3 separate regions of the Mus musculus genome follow, and regions 1 and 2 are each linked to region 3. The links are chromatin contacts, called in public Hi-C and promoter capture Hi-C maps. All regions are on one chromosome and are shown on one strand. The core of a region is the stretch at or near the end of the contact, and the rest is flanking DNA. Distances in the headings are between cores, read along the strand shown. Region 1 has its middle 18 kb from the start of Plxnd1. Region 2 overlaps Alox5 (arachidonate 5-lipoxygenase). Region 3 overlaps Washc2 (WASH complex subunit 2`).

What was found. Hi-C and Micro-C count contacts between places; a contact is called where the count stands out from the background. Capture Hi-C pulls out chosen DNA fragments and counts their contacts.
Region 1: a contact with region 3 is called in a Hi-C map of peritoneal macrophages, with 5 times the contacts expected there. The contact joins two enhancer-like sites. A contact is called at or near these places in 1 of 39 promoter capture datasets (frontonasal cranial neural crest), 3 of 15 datasets of contacts at CTCF or cohesin (the NIH/3T3 cell line, large pre-B cells and pro-B cells), 33 of 484 Hi-C or Micro-C datasets (MC3T3-E1-derived osteoblasts, beige adipocytes, bone marrow-derived macrophages and 23 more), 4 of 115 datasets of contacts at active chromatin or transcription factors (astrocytes, bone marrow-derived dendritic cells, bone marrow-derived macrophages and 1 more) and 3 of 9 other capture datasets (adipose tissue, liver and pancreatic islet).
Region 2: a contact with region 3 is called in a promoter capture Hi-C map of adipose tissue. The contact joins two enhancer-like sites. A contact is called at or near these places in 1 of 39 promoter capture datasets (hippocampal neurons), 2 of 484 Hi-C or Micro-C datasets (cerebral cortex and nephron progenitors), 2 of 115 datasets of contacts at active chromatin or transcription factors (bone marrow-derived macrophages and embryonic stem cells) and 2 of 9 other capture datasets (adipose tissue and pancreatic islet).

The regions. Positions count from the first base shown.
Region 1 is chr6:116,011,522-116,014,940 of GRCm38.p6, reverse strand. No RefSeq gene overlaps it. Among named protein-coding and RNA genes, the nearest start is that of Plxnd1, 18 kb to the right of the region's middle. Within about 2 kb of position 1,295, at least 45 of the 459 cell types and tissues checked have an H3K27ac peak or open chromatin away from gene starts, as enhancers often do. A contact at or near this core is called in bone marrow-derived dendritic cells, bone marrow-derived macrophages, erythroblasts and 1 more, where this site is marked.
Region 2 is chr6:116,437,976-116,441,531 of GRCm38.p6, reverse strand. The region is part of intron 3 of Alox5 (arachidonate 5-lipoxygenase); the gene reads left to right. Gm38880 (a long non-coding RNA gene) reads right to left here. Exons shown (of 5, transcript XR_869387.2): 3 at 3,016-3,119. Among named protein-coding and RNA genes, the nearest start is that of Alox5, 21 kb to the left of the region's middle. Within about 2 kb of position 2,016, at least 18 of the 459 cell types and tissues checked have an H3K27ac peak or open chromatin away from gene starts, as enhancers often do. A contact at or near this core is called in adipose tissue, where this site is marked.
Region 3 is chr6:116,227,097-116,230,663 of GRCm38.p6, reverse strand. It overlaps Washc2 (WASH complex subunit 2`), which reads right to left. Exons shown (of 31, transcript NM_026585.3): 15 at 3,130-3,318; 16 at 1,314-1,441. Among named protein-coding and RNA genes, the nearest start is that of Gm52873, 9.9 kb to the left of the region's middle. Within about 2 kb of position 1,678, at least 143 of the 459 cell types and tissues checked have an H3K27ac peak or open chromatin away from gene starts, as enhancers often do. A contact at or near this core is called in adipose tissue, bone marrow-derived dendritic cells, bone marrow-derived macrophages and 2 more, where this site is marked.

The sequences.
Region 1 (3,419 bases), core at 46-2,545, 220 kb after region 3:
ACGTGCACATACGCACACACACACACACATACACATGCACACACATATGTATACAGATACACATATTTTTTTTTAAACAGAGAAAGACCCATGACAGTGAGGAAAGAGACTACACAGTGTCCTATGCTGGGTTGTGCTGGACCATGTCTGAGGTTGTCTGAGGCAGAATCTGAATGGGTTTGGACCCTTTGAGCTCTTCCAGCCTGGGGGTGTAGTTCTGGAAACCAGGGACCAGTGTAATATCAGCAGTTGGTGTCGTCTGATCCCACAGCTACAGAGCAATCTGTGCAAGACTGGCCTGCAGCAGGGCGCTGACATCGGGACAGGAGCCCAAGCTCTGTGTGGGAGGGAGAAGGGAGGGTCTTCCCACCAGGTGAGAGAGAGCAGTAGCTCTCAGCGGAGGCTGCAGAGCGGCGGGGCTAAGAGATGATGCTGTGCTTTGTGGTCCTCGGTCTGGTTTTTGTCCCCTTTAGGAGTGGATGTAAGAAGCTGAAGACCCAGGCCCCACACATGCTAGGCCGGCACTTGAGCACTGAGCTACACAGCAGCCTGAGGAGCTGGGGTTTAGATGGGCCAAAATGGCTTAGGAGGGTGTGTAAATTAGAGGAACTGTGTCAGCAAACCACAGGCTGAGGGGACCAAGATGAAGAGTTTGAGCAAGCGGGAACCAAGCTGCAAGGAGCAATAAAGGCCAGCTGGAATGGTAGCTCGGTGGCTGACGCGGACCAGGATGCACAAGGCCATCCCCAGTATTGAAAAAGATAAATAAAAATTAAAAACTAGACACTGAATGCCATGCTCCAGGTTTATTTACCTGGCCACAAGAGAAGCCATTGAAAGTGTCGAGAGATGACCCAGCCATATGTTTAAAGGCAATTACAGCCTTTCAAAAGGAACCAGTAGCCAGGTTTTCATGTCATCCAAATGGGCAATATGGTTGCAAAATGCGTCCTGCAGGCTTTGGCCCTGCCCACCCCACCCACCCACCCCCCACCCCCGTGAATACCATAAGGAAAGGAGGTGAAATTTTGCAACTTCCTCCTCCTTGCCTTGCAAACAAGGAAGTAACAGTCACTGTAAGAAAACAATTTCACAAGTTTTAAAGACAATGAAACCTTAGCTCTCTCAGGCTGGCTTCGGACTCACTCTGTAGTGAGGGTGGCCTTGAACTCCTGAGCTTCCAGCCTCCCCTCTCCCTGTGCTGGGATCACAGGTGTCCACTTCTGCATCATCTGGCTTTAGAATTCAATTTTTTTTTTCAAGACAGGCATAGAGGCACATCTTCATAAACCCAGCATTCTGGAAGCAGAGACAGATCTCTCTATGAGTTTGAGTCTACCCTACTCTCCATAGCAAATTCCACAGCCAGCATGACGCAAAAAAAAAAAAAAAAAAAAAGTAAATAAAAAGATTTTTAAATTTGATTTTATTTTTAATTGTGTTTGTGTCTTTCTGTTTGTGCACGAGGCACTGATTATAGTTGTGTGCTTGTGTGTGCAATGGTCATGGAGGCCAGAAGAGGTTTTACAATCCCCTGAGTGCTGGGAACTGACCTCAGGTTCTCTGAAACAACAGTACATGCTCTTAAGCAACAAACCATCTCTCCAGACCTTATTTTTATTTTTAATTATAAATAGATGGAGGTGAGGTGGGTATGTATATGAGTGTAGGTGCCCATATGGAGGCCAGAGCATTCCTTCTCTGAAGCTGGAGTTAGAATTGGTTGTGAGCCACTCAAGTGCTGGGAACCAAGCTCAGGTCCCCTGTAAGAGCAGTACGTGTCTCTTAACTGTCCAGCCGAGTAGCTCTCCAGCCCCTCAATTTTTTTTTTTGAATCTTATTTATTTAGAGTTAGAATTTCTCTGTGTAGCCCTGGCAGTCCTGTAATTTGCTGTGTAGACCAGGCTGGCTTCACTAGCCTCAAACTCAGAGATCAGCCGGCATCTGCATCTCAAGTGTTTGGATTAAAGGCATACACGACCACACCCATCTCAAGATCCCCAGTTCTGAAAGAAATCAAAGAAAAAAAAGGAGAAAGGAAAGAAAGAGACAGAGGGGGAAAAGAATGGAAGGAAGGACTGAGGGAGAGGAAGAAGGAGAGAGAGAGGTGGGGGAGGAGGGAGAAAGAGAGAGAGAGGGAGGGAGGAAGGAGAAGAGCCACTCAGGGAGAGTGGCATATGCCTGTAACCTCAGCACTAAGGGGCCAACTCTGGAGGACTGCAGGTTTGAGGACAGCTTGGGTTGTGTAGTAAGACCATGTGTGAAAACACAAACAAAAATCCCAGTTTCATTTGACATAATCCAGCTTATCTAGAATGTTCTTACATTTCAGGAGGGAGTAAGTCAGGAGTGACAGAGCCTGCTAAGAGGCACAGCAAGTCATGAGTGACAGTAGCTGCCTCCCTCATGGAAGGCTAAATTCCATGTCACAAGCCACTTACTCCAGCACCCGATAAGAGGCTTCTTATTAGAAGACCTGGTAGTCAGGTACCGATCGATGTCACTCTCCAACACTCCAGAATGTGTCCTCTGTCATTGACCCCACAAAAGACCAAGTAGTCAATATGTGGGCTTTCCCTGAGCAGCCTTGGATCTCGAGTGAGTCTGGACCCCGGCCCCCCAAATCTATATATGTCAGAAAATTCTGCCATAGTGGTAACAAAAGAACGTCCCAGCCACAAAGGACAAAAACTTGCCAATAAATACACAAAGGCTCAACTGGCTCTGAGATGCTGTCTTTTGTGGCTTTGTCCCCAGCGTCTAAAGCAGCACACAATAGGTGCAGCACACAATAGGTGCAGCACACAATAGGTGCAGCACACAATAGGTGCAGCACACAATAGGTGCTCATTCAAGAGTAGAACTTAAAAGCCCACTGCTTATCAAATCCTGCTTGGTCTACTTCTGAGGATGCAGCCAAGCTGCTCTGCCAAGTAAGAGTTCTGCTCTGCCTGCCTGCCTCCCATGACATGGGAGGCCCGAGGGCGTGGTTGGCAGTTTGACGCTCAGACTCTTGCATTTCTGCTGTTCCATCAGGCCAGGTAAGGAACCAGGATTTGTTATCAGACTGGGGAGATGGTTCGGTGGACCCACTTAAAGCTGGACTCTGTATCTTTGCCCCCTGTAATTCCAGGGATGCTGAGGTAGACACGGGAGCTCCATGGCACTCCCTGGTCAGTCAGCCATGGTCAGTCAGCCCAGCCATGGAGCTCCAGGTTCAGGAAACTATGTCTTTAAAAAAAAAAAGTGGAGAGCGATTAAAAAGAGACTCAACTGTGAGAATGGTCACAAAGCCTCTTGGCCCAGCAGCCTGACTCCCTGGGCACGGACGGGTACAGAGAGGCTTTGGCTACAGCAAGCCAGAAGCCTGCACTGAGCTTCTATACACAGAGAGAGAGAGAGAGAGAGAGAGAGAGAGA
Region 2 (3,556 bases), core at 767-3,266, 210 kb before region 3:
TTATATGCCTATAAATCTGTAAAAATGTTTAATTAATTCAAATTGTAATATAGACTTCAACATAGCAACAAAATCTATACAACATATAGAGAACAGAAGAGCAAATCATGATAACCAGGCTCAGCAAAACCTCTTAGGTATGACACCAAGCACACACAGCACAAGGACAATCGCCACACTGGACTTTGTCAAAACATAAATCTTCTATACTTCACTGAACTCCACCAAAACAGTAAAATGATAAAATGGGCCAACGTATGCAGACTGCATCCAGCAAGAGGCTTAAATTCAAAATATATAGAGAACACTAACAAAAGGTAAAAAGACAGGTTATAACAAATGCTGCCAATGAGGGATGGAGGTCAAACCCCAGCACTCTGGTAAGGTCAAAAAGCCACAGCCATTCCGGGAGACATATCAGTTCTTCCTCAGAATTATAGATAGTGTCACCTCGTGACCCAGCAGCACTTCTTATCACAAGTGTTTCCAAAAATAATACAACCAGAATTAGGGGTGTAGCTCATGGCAGAGCACTTACCTAGTATATAGAAGAGCCAGGGACTCAGTGCACTCAGTGCACACCCCTGTACTGCAATATTAACATTAATAACTAAGCCATGTGTCTACACCAAATACTTGTATGCAAATATTCGTGGCAACCGTCTTCCTTGGGGTTTCTATTGGTGTAATAAGACACCATGACCAAACGAAACTTGGGAAGGGAAGGGTTTATTTCACTTCATACTGCCAGGTAATATCTACCAGTGAGCCACTGAGACCAATATAGTTGATCATACAATGAAGGCAAGATGCCAGAATCGCATGCAGCTGTCCCATAACTCTGGATTCTGTTGCTAAGGGAAACATGTGGCAGTGGAGCTATGACCAATAACAAAGAAGTGACATCACATCCCAGGGGTGGCTGGGCTTGGTGCCGTGCCTATTGTCCTAGATGATTTGGGAGGCTAAACAGAAGAATCATTTAGTCCCCGATGTTCAAGACCAACCTATTTCAAAAAGAAAATTCAGTATGTCAATGCTAAGAGTAAGGGTTGAGGGTACTCTCACTGATGTGATAGATAGCTAGAGAGATGTTTAGGGTCTGAAAGGGAGCAGGGAAGAAAGAGAGAGAGGGAGAAAGAGAAAAACAGGCAGAAAGACAGACAGGTTGAGAGAGATAGAGACAAATGCATATGTCTACATACCCTAGTTCACAGTTTAAAAGTTAAAAACTCTTGCGCCATCCCTGCATGGTGTAAGAGCATAACCTGATTATACTGTAGTCAGGCCAAAAATTCAAAAATTCAATGTGTATGCAAGCCTTTCCGCTCAGCACCCTATGATGTAGTTTGGAACTTCTGTACTTTTACAGGGCATAGATCATTGTCCCAGAGTCTGCCTTCCCTTCCATCCGGCTGAGGAAATCTTCAGCTCTCTTCTCCATTTCAACTCCCTGTGACAAAGCCCTTTATAGAGTTCTACAGGACTTCTAGTCTGTGGAGTGGGTTAGGACAAAACTCCAGAGTGAGTCAATTTGTTGTCAGCCACTATTATCTTAGTGTGGTTTGGTGCACACCTAATTAGACTTCTTACCCATTACACCTAAGAGATCACAATCTAGCCTGATCTGGAAGCCGTTTACTTCATCACAACCTGGGTCTTGTGAAGAGGATGAGAAGGGCACTGTGAAATATCTTGTCCCTTTCTTAAGCCCTATTTTACTCCCTCCTTCCAAGCCGCTGCTCTCTTCAGCAGCCCGCCTCCCACCCATGCCCCATTTCCGGTCAGAAAACACTGAACTTTGCACTGTCTGCACAATTGTGAAGTTCCCCTTTCACATACACTTTCAGGCTTCCAGATTATGGAAGCTGAGCAAGAGAATACTTCCAGGAATGCTGCTGGCTTGACTCAGTAGCCCATCTGGGAAAGGGCACAGAAAGGGCCCAGGTCAGAGCTCCGTGGCCCCTGGCCCTCACTCGCTGCACTGTCAGTGAGTATGACACAGTATACTGTGGTCTGAGGGCTCTCACATCCCTGACCTAATACGTCAGTATCTTCAGTTTTCAATCATCATTATGCTCTGAAGACCAGCCATTGACACAACTCGACAGCCTTTCATTTTAATTCCTGCATAGTTAAATGCATCACACATTTTTGGTTTTGTGTTCTGAAAACTGAGCGCAGGACCTATTAAATGGTAAGCAAGCAAACACTCTATCCCCAGCTCCGGAGGCATCATTCTTGGGTACCACTTTGCTATATTCATTTGGCTACCTGCTGATGAACACATGGGTACCTCCTAGTGCTTTCAGACTGAGCCACAGTGAGCTTTCTGCTAACGTGAGAGAATTACTCTGGGGAACATGTCTAGATGAAGATCTGTGAGATGACCAAGTGTGTGCGTCATCTGACTTCTCTAGATCTTGGTAATTGTTTGCCCAGCTGTCCAGACACTTTCCACCCTTAGCTGGTGTTGCTGTAAGATGCCATTCCCCTGCATCACCAACCCATTCGACATGAGACATTTTTGTTCTCGACTGTCTAATGGGTAGGATTGTGTCTCATTTCTTCGTCATAAGATGCTACATATTCATGGATTACACATAAGCACTACAGGCTGAGCCAATGACTCCCCTACTGGTGAACATTCAGCTCGATTCCCTACTTCTGTTTGTTTTGAATATTACAGAGAAGCAACTTGTATGCATGATATATAAGTCATTTAATCATTGGCAGATCTGTCTAGAGAACATTAATCACTTGTCTCAAAGCAGCTCTCATCTCACATAAAATGAGATAATGTATTGTGACACAAATATGAATGTCCAGGCCTGGCTGGCTTGGGTGTTCTGCATGCTGAATTTCCACACAGAAGCAATTGCATAAACATCCATACCCACAGGATAAGAGAGAGCATTAAACCAAAGCATTTTTTCCAGCACATCAGTGGGAACAAGAGTTGCATGAGCTACATCCAATTGGGGAAAATCTGCTGCAGGTGTGAGAGTTACCTACCTGGTGGTAGTCTTAGCTTTGGGGTGAGAGTTACCTGGTGGTAGTCTCAGCTTTGGGGTTAGTAAGGAAGCTGCTGGTGTGTTTATACGGTCCAAAGATTTCACCTGGTATTTGGAAGGATAAAAAGTCAGACATAGAGGCAGACAATGATTGGCTATTAAAGAGACAAAAGGTGACCCAAGATAACTTTTCTCTAGATCTGCACACCAACTCTTTATAATAACAAAGTTCCCATAAGCTGATCAACCTTGTAAAACCTTTAGAGCAAGTGCAGCTTTCTTTTCTAAGAACATTATTAGTTCACAGTTGTGTCGGGCAAGTGTCACATTTTGCGCGTGCAGAAATGTTGTTTTATGTCCTCTGATGCTAAGAAGGCTCATTCTGAGGAACTGATAAACAGGAGGCGGAGCAGCCAGGAGAGCAGTCTCCAGAAGAGAGAAGAGGGTAAAGAAGAGGATGTCTTTCAGAAGACATCCTTTATTTATAGCAGTTTTACTGGCTATCATGATCTCAATATGACCTTTCTTTCTCCCTCTGCATC
Region 3 (3,567 bases), core at 429-2,928:
ATCTGGATCTTTTGGAGAAGGAAGATGCATCTGTAATCTAGACCTTCTGAGAGAGGAAAATCCACTTTTTAACTTGGTCTGCACCTTCTGCTGGCAGCCTCAATAAAGGACATGGAAGGAAGCTGGCTCTCTTCGCTTGCTCTTGCTCTCTAGCAAGTCCATTCCTTCACTAGCACTGGAGCCTACTTCTTTAGGATTCCAGTGTATATTGAAGACCATCTGAGATATACAGCCTGGCCGACTGAACAACTACTAGATTCTTGGACCTTCCACTAGTAGACAGCCATTGTTGGACTAGCTGGCCTAGCCTGTAAACCATTCAAGAAAATTCCCTTTCTAAATAAATCCCCTAATAAATTCCCTCATATATATGTAAGTATATACATACATATAGGTATTGATACATATACACATACACATATACACATACACTAAAGAAAGAAAAACCTATATAGGACATCTGTAGAATAAGATGTCTCACGGGGGAAAAAGACAGAATACCAACTATGTATAAAATTATTTTAAATCAGTATTATATTGAGTATTATTTTATAAAAGAAATGTTATGGCTACCTGGAGCCTCATGGATGCAGACTGCCATGAGACTCTTCTATAGAGTTACTGCCAGCCTCTGGCATGTGGGGATAAAACAGCATTCCCAGAACTGCCTAATAAAACATGTAGGGTGGTAAAACATAACAACTACAAATCACTTCCAAATAATCCTGAAAACAGCATGCTTGCACGAAGGCTCAGACATATATTTGGCAAATCCTCACTAATCTCACAGATCTGATTAGAAGTTATTTAGAGTTTCATTGTGCTTTTCAATTTTATGTTCAAAATTCTTTTTTTTTTTCAAAATTCTTAATATAAATGTAGTTGCTACTCTTGATTGTCAACCTGGCATATTCGGGAAGTGGGAAACTCAACTAAAGAACTCTTCCATCCGATTGGCCAGTGGGCATGTCTACCAGGTGTTTTCTCGGTTGCTAACTTTGCCACCTCTGGGCAGGTGGGCCCGGGCTGTGTAAGAAAGGCAGCTGAGCAAGCCAGCAAAACACTGAAGTCAGCAGCCGTGTTCTTCCACTGCCGCCTCCTTGAAGTCTTCTCTTGGCTTCCCTCAAGGACAGGCTGCAACCTGTAAAATAAACCTTTCCCTCCCCTACGTTGCTTTGGCCAGTGTTTATCACAGCAACAGAAAGCAAACTAGGACAGCAAACATGAAGGAGAACTCTACGTGCCTCTGAGACCCAGATAAACGGCTACTGTAAGCTGCCCAGGCCAATGTCCCTCAGTCCACCTCCACTCACCGTTTTATCTGCCCGCGTTTTGCTTTCATGTGTCTGGCTCACAGAAGCTGCCGGCAAAGCTTCTGCTTTTTCTTTAAACAGATCTCCTTCGTCATCATCAAAGATAATGGCAGTGGACTTGACTTTGTCTTAAAAGAGAAACCACAGCATAAAAATTACACTAAGGTCAAAATACACACACACACACACACACACAGACACACAGACACACAGACACACACTTCTTCTCTTCCACAGATAAATATGGAAGGTGTCTTATTTTTTGCTCATTTACAGAGAAATACAAAGTGAGTGGAGCCCTGCTCTGCCTTTAGTTCGGCTGCTTCCTTTCCCTGCTGCTTCCCTGCAGTTCTCGGGGCTGACCAGAGAGGGCGACATGCAGTCAAGTGCTCTGCCACAGAGCTGCTCTCCCCAGATCCACAGCCCTGGCACTCTGCAACAGCAGTTCAAATAAATCAAAAGACGCTAACCATATGAATGAACCTTCTCCAAACAGAAGACTCCTGTGCTAAGTATATCCAAGATGGGGATAAAGAGTAAAGATCACTTTAAGGAGCCAAAAAGTCATTAACTGTAGGACGGAGATGTGAAGGGTGACTCCTGTTTTCATTAAAGACCAAACTATACAGAAATAGATGAAACCAAATGCTGGCATTCCCTCATCTCCACCTGCCCACCTAGACAAGACAGACACAAGAGCTTGGTACACACACTTCTAAATCTTACCTTATGTTTATATCAGCTATTCATAAGATTATAAATTTGGAATAATCTGAGTAAAATGACCTACCATTTGTGTTTTCCATTTAATGTACAATGGAAATATCCCAAATATCCCAGGGTAGAAAAGTAAATGCCTCATTTTTTTTTACGAGATTTCTGTTTGTTTGTTTGTTTGTTTGTTTATGTGTTGCATTGTTTGCTCAGGTTTTGGGGTGGGTGTGTGTGCATGTATACAGAGGTCAGAAGGTGTCCGGTGTCCTACTACTCTCTCTCTACCTAGTCCTTTGAGATAGGGTCTTCCCCTGATCTTGGGGCTTGTGTTTTCTCTACCTGCCTCAAAGCCAGCAAAGCCCGGGGACCCTATCTCTGCCCTTGCACAGCTGGAGGATCCTATCTCTGCCCTTGCACAGCTGGAGGATCCTATCTCTGCCCTTGCACAGCTGGAGGATCCTATCTTTGCCCTTGCACAGCTGGAGGTCCGGGCATCGTTCCCAGGACGTGTAGAACGTACCCAGAACATCTGAGCCATCCCTCCAGCAGCTCATTCTTTTCAAAATCGAACAAAGACCCACTAAACAGAAAGACCACAGCTTTCCTGACTCCCCAGGCATAGCTCCGTCAGAGAGTAAAAGCACAGGAAGGACATCAGTGTGGACCTCGGAGGAGGGGAGAGGATGCACCAAAGCAAAAACAATACGAGCCCTCTGGCAGAAAAAAGAGAAGCTGGGAATTAAGCAACAAGCACGCAATGTTCCGCTCATGTAACTACCCGGAGTTGCTAGGAGGAAGTGTGACTAAATTTCTGCCTGTAATGTGAAAGGCAGAAGCAAAAACTTTAAGAAAAGAATACAGAAGAAGTTCAGCTCCCTATTAAAGAAGATAACCTCAGTAATTGATTCCCAAAGCAGAAAAGATTGACCTATGAGGGACCCCCCCAAGGCTATAGCACAATTTAAGCATAGATAAGACAATGACAGTAATGTTCAGTAAGTAAGGCATTCTGGAACTGTAAGAGACACCGAATGTGAAGAACTGTGTCCCCTTAAGTTTAATTTTCTTCTCTAAGTTCCCAGAATTAGCCTAAAAGTGGTACCGGTCTTAGAAGGCTTGCTAGAAGATGGCATAAAAAAGTTATTATCATCTTCATCATTGTCGTTATCATCATCATCAAAGAGGCCAGCAGGAGTTGGCAAATGTGAGCTCTTCCCCGGAGTAGGCTGCCCATGTTTCTGGAGCTCCTTCAGTGATGGGGCAGAGGTGGACCCAGACACATCAGGATGCCCTGAGGATGGAAGGACAGTCAGAGCTATGCTCCAGCAGGAGCCTCCTGACAGCACTCATGAGTCAGGTTCAGCCACAAAACACTTAGGAAATGAAATAACCTTTGTGCAGGTGTTGGACAGCAAAATGCAGCCCAGGGCTGCCTAGCCCTCAGGAACCTGGACTGATGCCCTCGCTCCTCCCCCCTTGCTGGTCTGTCAGGCTCTCCCCTTCTTTCCTCTTCTCTCCTTTCCCCAACACATGCAGTCCT